Regions from separate parts of the Macaca mulatta genome. Here region 2 is linked to region 1. The links are chromatin contacts, called in public Hi-C maps. All regions are on one chromosome and are shown on one strand. The core of a region is the stretch at or near the end of the contact, and the rest is flanking DNA. Distances in the headings are between cores, read along the strand shown.

Region 1 (5,064 bases), core at 1,256-3,755:
GCATCTGCCCAGGGTCACAGAGAAGGTGAGTGGTGGCGTGGAACCTGGAAACCAAGTCTGACTCCAGAGTCTGCCTCTCTTCCATCAACTGGAGGGTCCTGATTTCCTGGGAATCTCAACTTCTACCTCACTTACCTGTAGAATCAAAAAGGACCAGAGGCCAGGGGCAGTGGCTCACACCTGTACTCCCAGCACTTTGGGAGATCTAGGCGGGCGGATCACTTAAGGCCAGGAGTTCGAGACCAGCCTGGCCAACATGATGAAACACCATCTCTACTAAAAATACAAAAATTAGCTGGGTGTGGTGGTGGACGCCTGTAATCCCAGCTACTCGGGAGGCTGAGGCAGGAGAATCACTTGAACCCAGGAGGCAGAGATTGCAGTAAGCCGAGATTGTGCCACTGCACTCCAGCCTGGCGACAGAGTGAGACTCTGTCTCAAAAAAAAAAAAACGGCCAGGCGCGGTGGCTCACGCCTGTACTCCCAGCACTTTGGGAGGCCGAGACAGGTGGATCACGAGATCAGAAGATCGAGACTATCCTGGCTAACACAGTGAAATCCTGTCTACTAAAAATACAAAAAAAACTAGCCGGGCATGGTGGCGGGTGCCTATAGTCCCAGCTACATGGGAGCCTGAGGCAGGAGAATGGCGTGAACCTGGGAGGTAGAGCTTGAAGTGAGCCAAGATTGCGCCACTGCACTCCAGTCTGGGCAACAGAGAGAGACTCCATCTCAAAAAAAAAAAAAAGGGACTAAGACTCAGGCCTGAAGACATGATAATGCCAAATGGCCACATCTGTTTCATGGACATTTATCTGTGCCAGGCAACCACATACCCCAGGCTTTACAAACAAGACCCCATCAAAGTCTTGTATGAGCCAGGCAAACACTGAATGGGCACTTCATATTCCAGCCCTATTCCTATTCTAAGTGCTGTTGATATTTGTTTAGTACTCATGACAACTTCAACAGGTAAATATTTCTATTACTCTCATTGTACAAACAGAGAAGTCGAGGTGAAGAGAAGTGCCCAAGGTCACATAATCAGCCCAAGAGTGCATTAACAAGCAATAACTAGTTTTGAACCCAGGCAGTCTGTGCTCTTAACCTCAAACCTGTGCTGCTTCTTGGCTGCTATTAGCTTCACTTTCAGACAAGGAAACTGAGGCTCAGAGAGGTCAAGTCCAAAGGTCTCCAATTAATAGAAGGGAGAGTTAGTATTTAAATCCAGATCTGGCAGCCCATGGCCCTAACCATTACACTATACCATGACTCTACAGGGCCTCAGTTGGGGAAGCATGAACAAAATTACTTTCCTGGGATGTGGTGGCTCATGTTTTTAATCCAAGCACTTTGAGAGGCTGAAGCGGATGGACTGCTTGAGCCCAGGAGTTTGAGACCAGCCTGGGCAACATAGCGAGACCCTGTCTCTACAAAAAGTTTAAAAATTAGCCACACTTGGTGGTGCGTGCCTGTAGGCCCAGCTTCTCAGGAGGCTGAGGTGGGAGGATCACTAGAGCCCAAGAGTTCGAGGCTGCAGTGAGCTATGATCACACCACCTTACTCCAGCCTGGGCGACAGAGAGAGACCCTGTCCGTAGCCCCTGCACAAACGAAAAAACAGATGGGAGCTTGAGACTCACGTGGACAGGGTGTGGGCTAAGCCTGGAGTACAGAGAGCTGATGGAAGATGAGGTTAAGGCGCTGCGTTAACAGGTCGAGGAAGGAGCATGCAGCCTCTAGGCTAGGGGTCTTGGTGTGGAAATTAACCAGGCCTGGGGGAATACCTGTGTGAATGCCCCACTTGCAGAACAGGCTACTTTCCGAGAAACCGCTGGCCCCCATGATCTGCCCGATCACGTGCACCTCAGCCATGGCCCTGGGATGGGAAAAAATATAATCACAACCCTGTGAGGTAAGTATATTATCTCCATTTGACAGGAGGGGAAACTGAGGCCCAGCAAGTAAAGGGTAGTACTAGGATTCCAAGCTAGCTTCCTCACACCCCTGAGGCTGAGGTCTTGACCACAGATCCTAATTGCCAACCCATGAAAGCCTGGAAAAAATGGGGGGACCCTTGTCTGGGGGGAACCAGCATTTAACTCTGCGAGGTCTAAAATACCTTCTTTGGGTTCAGGTCAGCGGAAAGCCCCGCCCACGAGCGAAAAGACCCGCCTTCCGCGTCATGTCAGCCACCCCGCTTCCCTCACCCAGCAAGCTCTATAAGGCGCATGCGTTGAGTTCCGGGCCGACTTAGCCACGCCTCCAAGCGCAGCGCATGCGTTATTCCTACCTTAGCGCACTTAACGGTTAGGAGGGGCGAAAGCGGCAACGGGGGTTGTAGTTCATGGGGTTGAGTTGACTCGTTTTTTTCTCCGCGGGCGCCTACCAGGCCTGGCTCGCGCCTTTCCCAGGACCTTCCCGGCTGCGAGAAATGGAATCCGCGATATTCCGCGTCCGCGCTCGCCTTGGGTTCCGTGGTTGTTGCTGGAGCAACAGCAGGCTCCTCCCCTGGCTTTGTACTCGCCCTCCGCGCCACTGATTGGTGTTAGCCGTCCCCGGGAGGCGGGGTGAAACTGTGATGGACATTTTCCTCCTCTCGCTCCATTTTGGGAAAATAGCGTCTCTCCAGCTACGGCAAAGGGTTCCGCCATTTTGGCCGTGGCTAGGAAGCTGCCATGTTGAGTGTGGCTGAGGAAGTTTGAGTGCAGTTTCTCCCAGATGTCCTCTTTACCAAAAAAAGCAAATCCGTAACTGCTCCGTGCTGCGTGAGGACCCCACCGAAGAGCTCTCTATGGTCCGGGATCACAAATCAGAGACTGAACTATGACCAAGGAGGAATTCCTTCCAGGACCTCATGTACATCCCCTACCTCATAACTGGAAAACAAAGCAAAAAAAATCACTCCTCATTCACAGAGAGTGGAGAAATTGGGGAGTGGGTTCTGCTTCCGTTTTAGAGTTCCCCTAGGTTTTTCAAGGACAAGGAAGGAAGTTGGACTTACCCAACTTCTACCAAGCTACTACCAAGTTCACTGTTAAACTGCTTGAGTCTGAGCAAGGAACCGTTGGGGTAGCGAAGAGAAATGAGGAACTGGGATCCCCTTATTTGCAGAAAATCCTCTTTTCTATTGATTGATTTCTCAATCAAGAAATGGAGATGTCCCTGGATGCCATCATAGATGCCATCATTTCCCACATCAAGCCAGTCATCAGGTCCCATCAAGACTCCATAAAAGGGTCGCACTGTGTAACCCAGGCTGGAGTACGGTGGCTTGATCACAGCTCACTGCAGCCTCTGAACTCCTGGGTTCAAGGGATCCTCCTACCTCAGCCTCCCATGTAGCTGGCATCACACACATGCGCCACCACGGCTGGCTAATTCTTTTTTTTTTTTTTTTTAAGAGATGGAGTCCTGCTGTGTTGCTGTGTTGCCCAGCCTTTGTCTTGACCTCCTGGGCTCTAGCTAGCCTCCCAGTTTGCTCTCCCATACTGCCGGGATTACAGACCTGAGCCACCCAGCCAGGCCAATAGACACGAGTATTTAAAAGCCACCCTTGGCTAGGCTCATGACTGTAATCCCAGCCCTTTGGAAGGCTGAGGCGGGAAGAGCTGTTGAGGCCAGAAGGTCGAGTATAGTGAGACCCCCATCTCTACAAAAATAACAAAATAATGCATATATCAACTAGTGAAATATTCCAGTGAATTGTTTAATATAAATGTTATCCTACTGAAATGTTGCCCCCTCCTTATAATTTTGGATTTTTGTTAGTTTTTTTTTTTCTTTTTTTTGAGATGGAACCTCGCCTTGTCGCCCAGGCTGGAGTGCAGTGGCGCGATCTCAGCTTACTGCAACCTCTGCCTCCCAGTTCAAGCAATTTTCCTGCCTCAGCCTTCCAAGTAGCTGGGACTACAGGCGCACACCACCACACCCAGCTAATTTTGTATTTTTAGTAGAGATGGGTTTTTTATATCTTTCTGGATGCTGTGTGGGTGAGGAAGACAGCTCTAACCTTTCAGCTCTTGGGGCCTCTGGTCCCCTAGTGGTGGCATCAGCCTTGCTCTCTCTTTTCTCAAGCCCTCATTTTGTCCATCAGGAAATCTTAACTGTCTCTACTTTTGAAATGCACCCTAAAATCCACTTCTCACCTCTTTGTCGCCCAACACCTTCATCTGTCCAAGTTCATCTATCACCTGGACTATGACAGGGACCTTGTCTCTGGGGTCTCCTTTCCCAACCCTCCTAGTCTGCAGCCCACATGCATCTGGAACCCTGTGAACACCTAAGTCAGGTCCCATCTGCTCAAACCCCTCTAGTGGTCCCCATTTCACTCAGGGTAAAAGCCAAAGTCTTACCATGCATGACAAGGCTCTCCACAACCTGGCTGGCACCTCCTGCCTCCATTTTGTATTTTTAGTAGAGACAGGATTTCGCCATGTTGGCCAGGCTGGTCTCAAACTCCTGACCTCAGGTGATCCACTCACCTTGGCCTCCCAAAGTGCTGAGATTACAGGCATGAGCCACTGCTCCCAGCTGGGGTCTTCATTCTGAAGGCTCCCATGTATACATGTTAAATAAGAGAAAAAAAAATTACTGTCAACCATAAATAACAAGATTCAGAAAATATCATTGAGGCCGGATTCAGTGGTTCATGCCCGTAATCCCAGCACTTCGGGAGGCCAAGGCGTGTGGATACCCTGAGGTCAGGAGTTCGAGACCTGCCTGGTCAACATATAGTGAAACCCCGTCTCTACTAAAGATATCAAAACTAGATGGGTGTGGTGGCACATGCCTGTAGTGTCAGCTACTTGGGAAGCTGAGGCAGAAGAATCACTTGAACCTGGGAGGCGGTAGTTGCAGTGAGCCGAGATCACACCACTGCACTTCAGCCTGGGCGACAGAGCAAGACTTCTACTCTCTAAAAAGAAAAAAAAGTCCGGGCGCAGTGGCTCACACCTGTAATCTCAGCACTTTGGGAGGCAGAGGCGGGTGGATCACCTGAGGTCAGGAGTTCGAGATCAGCCTGGGCAACACGGTGAAACCCCGTCTCTACTAAAAATACAAA
Region 2 (5,064 bases), core at 1,590-4,089, 69 kb after region 1:
AGCCACCTTCGAAGAAGGACTCGGGCACGTAAAAGGGTCCTCCTGGCTTCCGGAGAGGCATGGCCTGCGTAAAGACCTCACCCAGGTAGAGGTTTCGGGCCGAGGCAGGTGGCAGGGCCCGCAGGTGAGCCAGCAGGGCAGGGGTGTGCACAAAGGCATCATCCTGGGCTCGCAGGACAAAACTCACGGCGGGGCAGTGGTGGCCCAGCCAGGCCAGCAGCAGCAGGTCTTTGAGCGTCTGGTTGAATGGGACGTCGAGGAAGTCCCAGAGCAGCAGGTCACTGTAGCGACGGCTCTCCCAGGCCACTAGTGAGTCTAGGTCAGGCCCTGCCTCACCCACCGGAGACCCTAGCAGGAAGAGCAGCCGGATCCCTGGAGCTGGACTGCCCCACGTCTCCCTCACGGCCTGTCGTTCTGCAAAGCGCCCTGGTTCTGACTTGACGGCCAACAGCAGGTAGGGGACATCAGTATCCGAGCAGCTGGAGACTTGGCCGCCACCACCTCCAGGCAGCCACTGTGGGAAGCTCCGGCAGGCTGCTGACAGCAGGAAACGACGGAGGTCCTTGGGGTAGGAGGTGAAGTCAGGGATCTCGGCGGCGGCGGCGGCCCCCCAAGCCTGGCAGCCCCCCGTTTCAGTGCTGTCCCCACTGGGCAGGGACCCCAGCCGCCACTGCTGCTGGTTCCAGTAAGCGAAGGGCAGCGGGCCAGTCTGGCCCAGGCGGGCGGAGAGGTTGGCAGGTAGGGTGGGCTCGGGGTTGGCTGGCGTGGGGCCTGGCGGGGTGCCCCGAGGGCTGGGGTAGGCCTTGCTGAGCCAGGACTCGGATGTCCACTCGATGTACACTTTGAGGCCCAGGAGTGTGAGCAGTGCTGACAGGCAGAGAAGGCACTTGGGGCAGCGCATGACCTGGCCCAGGGAAGGGGCGGCCGCGGGAGCTACAAGGGAGCCACAGGGGAGCCACGGAGGCCATTGGGGTGTGGGGATGGGCCTCCAGAGAGGGCCCAGCCAGGGCCCAGGCAGACAGCTTCACAATCTCCCATAGTCCCTGCCAACCCCCGTAACAGCTTCTCTCAGTCCCAGATCCTAAACAGCTCCCCTGACCCAGGGACCCCGTTGGTCCTTATTCCTAGACCTAGGAATCCCCCATTCCAATCCCATTCCAGCACCCTGTTCTTCCCACTCCGTCCAAATGTTTCCACCTTCCTAAGAGCCCAAGGGTCTACCTCTTCCCTGTCTCCATCCAGGACAAGGGACCCTGCCGTCTATCTCCTCCCTCTCCCTCCATTTATCGCCCTCACCAGGAAATCAGGAGCACGATTCCTAGCTCCCTGGGGTTAGAAACCCAGCGTGCCTCCCGCAACATCCCCACCCCAGGGACAGGGGAACCAGGGATCCCACGCCTTTTTACCTCTGGGTCTGGCTCCCACCAGCTCCGGGTGCTGGCCTCAGGTCAGGCCTCAGCTCCCTCTGATCTGCCTGCCCCAGCCCCTGCGTTGTCGACCGGCCAGGCCCAGCCCTGCCCAGCCAGTCCAGAGGGGCGGGGAGGGGAGCGGAGCGGGAGCAGGGAGGGCCCCAGGGGCCGGGGCGGGGCTGAGGCAGAAGGGAGGGAGGGAGGGAGGAGGGCAGGAGGCCGACCTGAGAGATGGAGCTCTGGCGTGTTAGGGCTGGTTTCTGGTAAGACAGCTGGGAAGGGTGCAGGGGGCAGCCACAGAAACAAGACGGGGGCGTTGCGAGGCCTAGGAGGGGAGAACCAGGGCCTGGGGAGGGAGGGGGTACCAGGGAGGGTGAGACTGAGGGCTGGGCCTGGGCTGGGGAGTGTCAGAGTGACCAGGGTGAGGCAGGGTCCCACTGAGGCAGAGATGGGGAGGCTGAGAGGCTGGCACCCGGCGGCGCCCATGGCCAGGAGGCGGCAGTGAATGTGCTGAGTGGGAAGGGATCGGCGGGCCCGCCAGAGAGAGGGATGTTTGTTGTGGCTGCCCAGTCAGGGTGGAGGGGGAAGGGGCTGGTGAGGAGGAGGAGAGACAGAGACATTGTGGAGAGGGAAGGGACGGCCCGGGAGCAGAGAGAGGAGAACTGGGGTGAGACAGGCGATGGAGAGAGCTGAGGGGGAGAGAGAGAAGACAGGAAAAGTGGGAAGGTGGCCAGGAGGGAGAGGGGGAGGGAAATGGAGATCCGAGAAAGATAAGGGGTTGCGGAAGCCCTGTGGGGTGCTCACGGGGGAAAGAGAGTTTGAGAGAGGCAGGTGGAGGGCAGAGGGGAGGGACTCAGGCTTCTGAGCCAGACCTGGGGAGTGAGTGGCGGAGAGGGAGCCAAGGGGAAGAACAGGAGAGGAAAAGACTGGAGCTTCAAGGGCAATAGAGGGTGACAGGGTGGGGCCCACAGGGAACCCCGGGAGCTAAGCTGACCCCCTGTACCTCCTCCACCCGGGCTGCCTGCCAGCAGGGTGGGAATCCGTTCCTACCTTACCCCCAACCTCCAGCCCTGGAGCCAGCCTCGCCCTGGGCCCCGCCCCTCCCCCAGGGGCGCTGTGACTCTGGGAACACTCACATCCAGCTCCCTGGGGCAGGAGAGGGTGTCTGCCTGTGTTTGCATCCCTGCCCTCCAGAGGTCCCTGCTGTTGGTACTGCATCAGCTCTCTAAAGACCTCCCAAGACATGGGGTGGGACTAAGGGGCTCCCACTAAGCCTGGGCTGACCCCTTCACTCCACCCTTGTTTGGGGGCAGGCCTGTCCCCATCATGGCAGGAACCCAGTCTGTCAGCAGCAGCAGTTGATCTGTCCAGCCCTGATTTCCTCCCCCCAAGTTTGAATAATGGAGCCTGTGGGAACAGCTGGAGGAAGAGAGTGGGGAGGAAGTGGTGAATGTTAATGGAATAATAGCTGGAGTGGGAAATGACAGCTAGGGGCTGGGGGCAGGAGCCCGAGCACCTCCTGAGGGAGTCTGCAAGTTCACTCTACCCTGGGGCTGGGAGAGAGGGACTCCAGACCCCTGGGCTCATCTAGCTTCTGGGGGCAGGGGGCGCTGCTCTTCCTGGAAGCATTAGGAAGCTTCGGAGGGGCCGGGTGCAGTGGCTCAAGCCTGTAATCCCAGCACTTTGGGAGGCTGAGACGGGCGGATCACGAGGTCAGGAGATCGAGACCATCCTGGCTGACACGGTGAAACCCCGTCTCTACTTTAAAAATACAAAAAACTAGCCGGGCGAGGTGGCGGCGCCTGTAGTCCCAGCTACTTGGGAGGCTGAGGCAGGAGAATTGCGTGAACCCGGGAGGCAGAGCTTGCAGTGAGCTGAGATCTGGCCACTGCACTCCAGCCTGGGCGGCAGAGCGAGACTCCGTCTCAAAAAAAAAAAAAAAAGGAAGCTTCGGAGGGTGCCTTTCTTTTTGCCTTTGCCATGTGCCTCAGCCTGGGTCCAATAAGGAGAGAGAAACCACACAGGAATGGGAATAGGGAAAGTTCAATATACAGAATGATTAACTCTACCATGGGATTGGCCAGTAAGGGGTGCCTTCTTGGGGAACATGGTTGGAGGGTGGACATGCTGGTGGAACATGATCATTCCAATCCAACACTTCCATCTCCCCAAGCCTTGGGACTCCCCTCATCCATCTTACGCTAGGGCAGTTCTGGTCTCTCTGCCTCATTAACTTTAGGCCACTGTTGGATCCAAGTTCCGGTTAGGTACCCAAGCAAGCTATTAGAACCACGTCCAGCTGCACAAGGTAACCCATGAAATCCAGAAGCTCTGGAAAGCGCACTGATGCCAGTAAATTTGGCCTGAGCTAGTGTTACATCCACCCTCATTGGTGTCACATGCTTAAAATCCACTTCTGCATGCATTCCCCAAGTTTCTGACTCTGTATATTTGCGAAGCCTTGTCATTCTCATCGTGTAAAAGCTGGCACCTGTCTACCTGGAGCAAGCCGATTTGACCCTAGGTATTTATGGGTCTAGAGGCAGCAAGGGGCGCTTGTGGTGAGTCTTAAGAAGAAAGGGGTGTATCCGTTATTTCTGTGTAAGAGCTGGCCATGAGAAAAAAAACTGGGGTGGGACAGTGGCTCACCCCTATAATCCCAGTACTCTGGGAGGCCAAGAGGGGAGGATCACTTGAGCCCAGGAGTTTGAGACCAGCCTGGGCAACATAGTGAGATCTTATCTCTAATTAAGAAAAAAAAAAAAAAGAATGGACAACCACTTTCAAGGTGTCTGCCCCTGGTGAGGTCATCACAAGATTTCTTTTTTTTTTTTTTTGAGACGGAGTCTCACTCTGTCACCCAGGCTGGAGTGCAGTGGTGTGATCTCCGCTCACTGCAAGCTCTGCCTCCCAGATTCACACCATTCTCCTGCCTCAGCCTCCCGAGTGGCTGGGACTACAGGCGCCTACCACCACGCCCGGCTAATTTTTTTGTATTTTTAGAAGAGATGGGGTTTCATCATGTTAGCCAGGATGGTCTTGATCTCCTGACCTCATGATCTGCCCGCCTTGGCCTCTCCAAGTGCTGGGATTACAGGCATGAGCCACCGCACCCGGCCTCTTTTTTTTTTTTGGCCTCTTTTTTTTTTTTTTTTTTTTTTTGAGACGGAGTCTCGCTCTGCCGCCCAGGCTGGAGTGCAGTGGCGCGATCTCGGCTCACTGCAAGCTCCGCCTCCCGGGTTCACGCCATTCTCCTGCCTCAGCCTCCTGAGTAGCTGGGACTACAGGTGCCCGCCACCGCGCCCGGCTAATTTTTTTTTTTTGTATTTTTAGTAGAGACGGGGTTTCACCGTGGTCTCGATCTCCTGACCTTGTGATCCGCCCGCCTCGGCCTCCCAAAGTGCTGGGATTACAGGCGTGAGCCACCGCGCCCGGCCCCTTTTTTTTTTTTGAGATAGAGTCTTGCACTATTGCCCAGGCTGGTGTGCAGTGGTGTGATCTCAGCTCACTGCAACCTCTCTGCCTCCTGGGTTTAAGTAATCCTCCTACTCGGGAGTGTTCAGCCTCCCAAGTAACTAGGATTACAGGCACCCGCCACCACGCCTAGCTAATTTTTTTGTATTTTTAGTAGAGATGGGGTTTTACTATGTTGGCC

The links. A called contact is a pair of places that touch in the nucleus more often than the background predicts.
Region 2: a contact with region 1 is called in a Hi-C map of cortical neurons, with 4 times the contacts expected there. The contact joins the promoter of B3GNT8 here to the promoter of B9D2 in region 1. A contact is called at or near these places in 2 of 14 Hi-C or Micro-C datasets (blood and cortical neurons).

What each region holds. Positions count from the first base shown.
Region 1 is chr19:52,507,374-52,512,437 of T2T-MMU8v2.0, forward strand. It overlaps B9D2 (B9 domain containing 2), which reads right to left and starts at 2,506. Exons shown (of 4, transcript NM_001261075.1): 1 at 2,293-2,506; 2 at 1,787-1,878. The coding sequence starts at 1,874.
Region 2 is chr19:52,575,630-52,580,693 of T2T-MMU8v2.0, forward strand. B3GNT8 (UDP-GlcNAc:betaGal beta-1,3-N-acetylglucosaminyltransferase 8) reads right to left here and starts at 2,840. Exons shown (of 3, transcript XM_015124102.3): 1 at 2,707-2,840; 2 at 1,407-1,681; 3 at 1-933. The coding sequence starts at 901.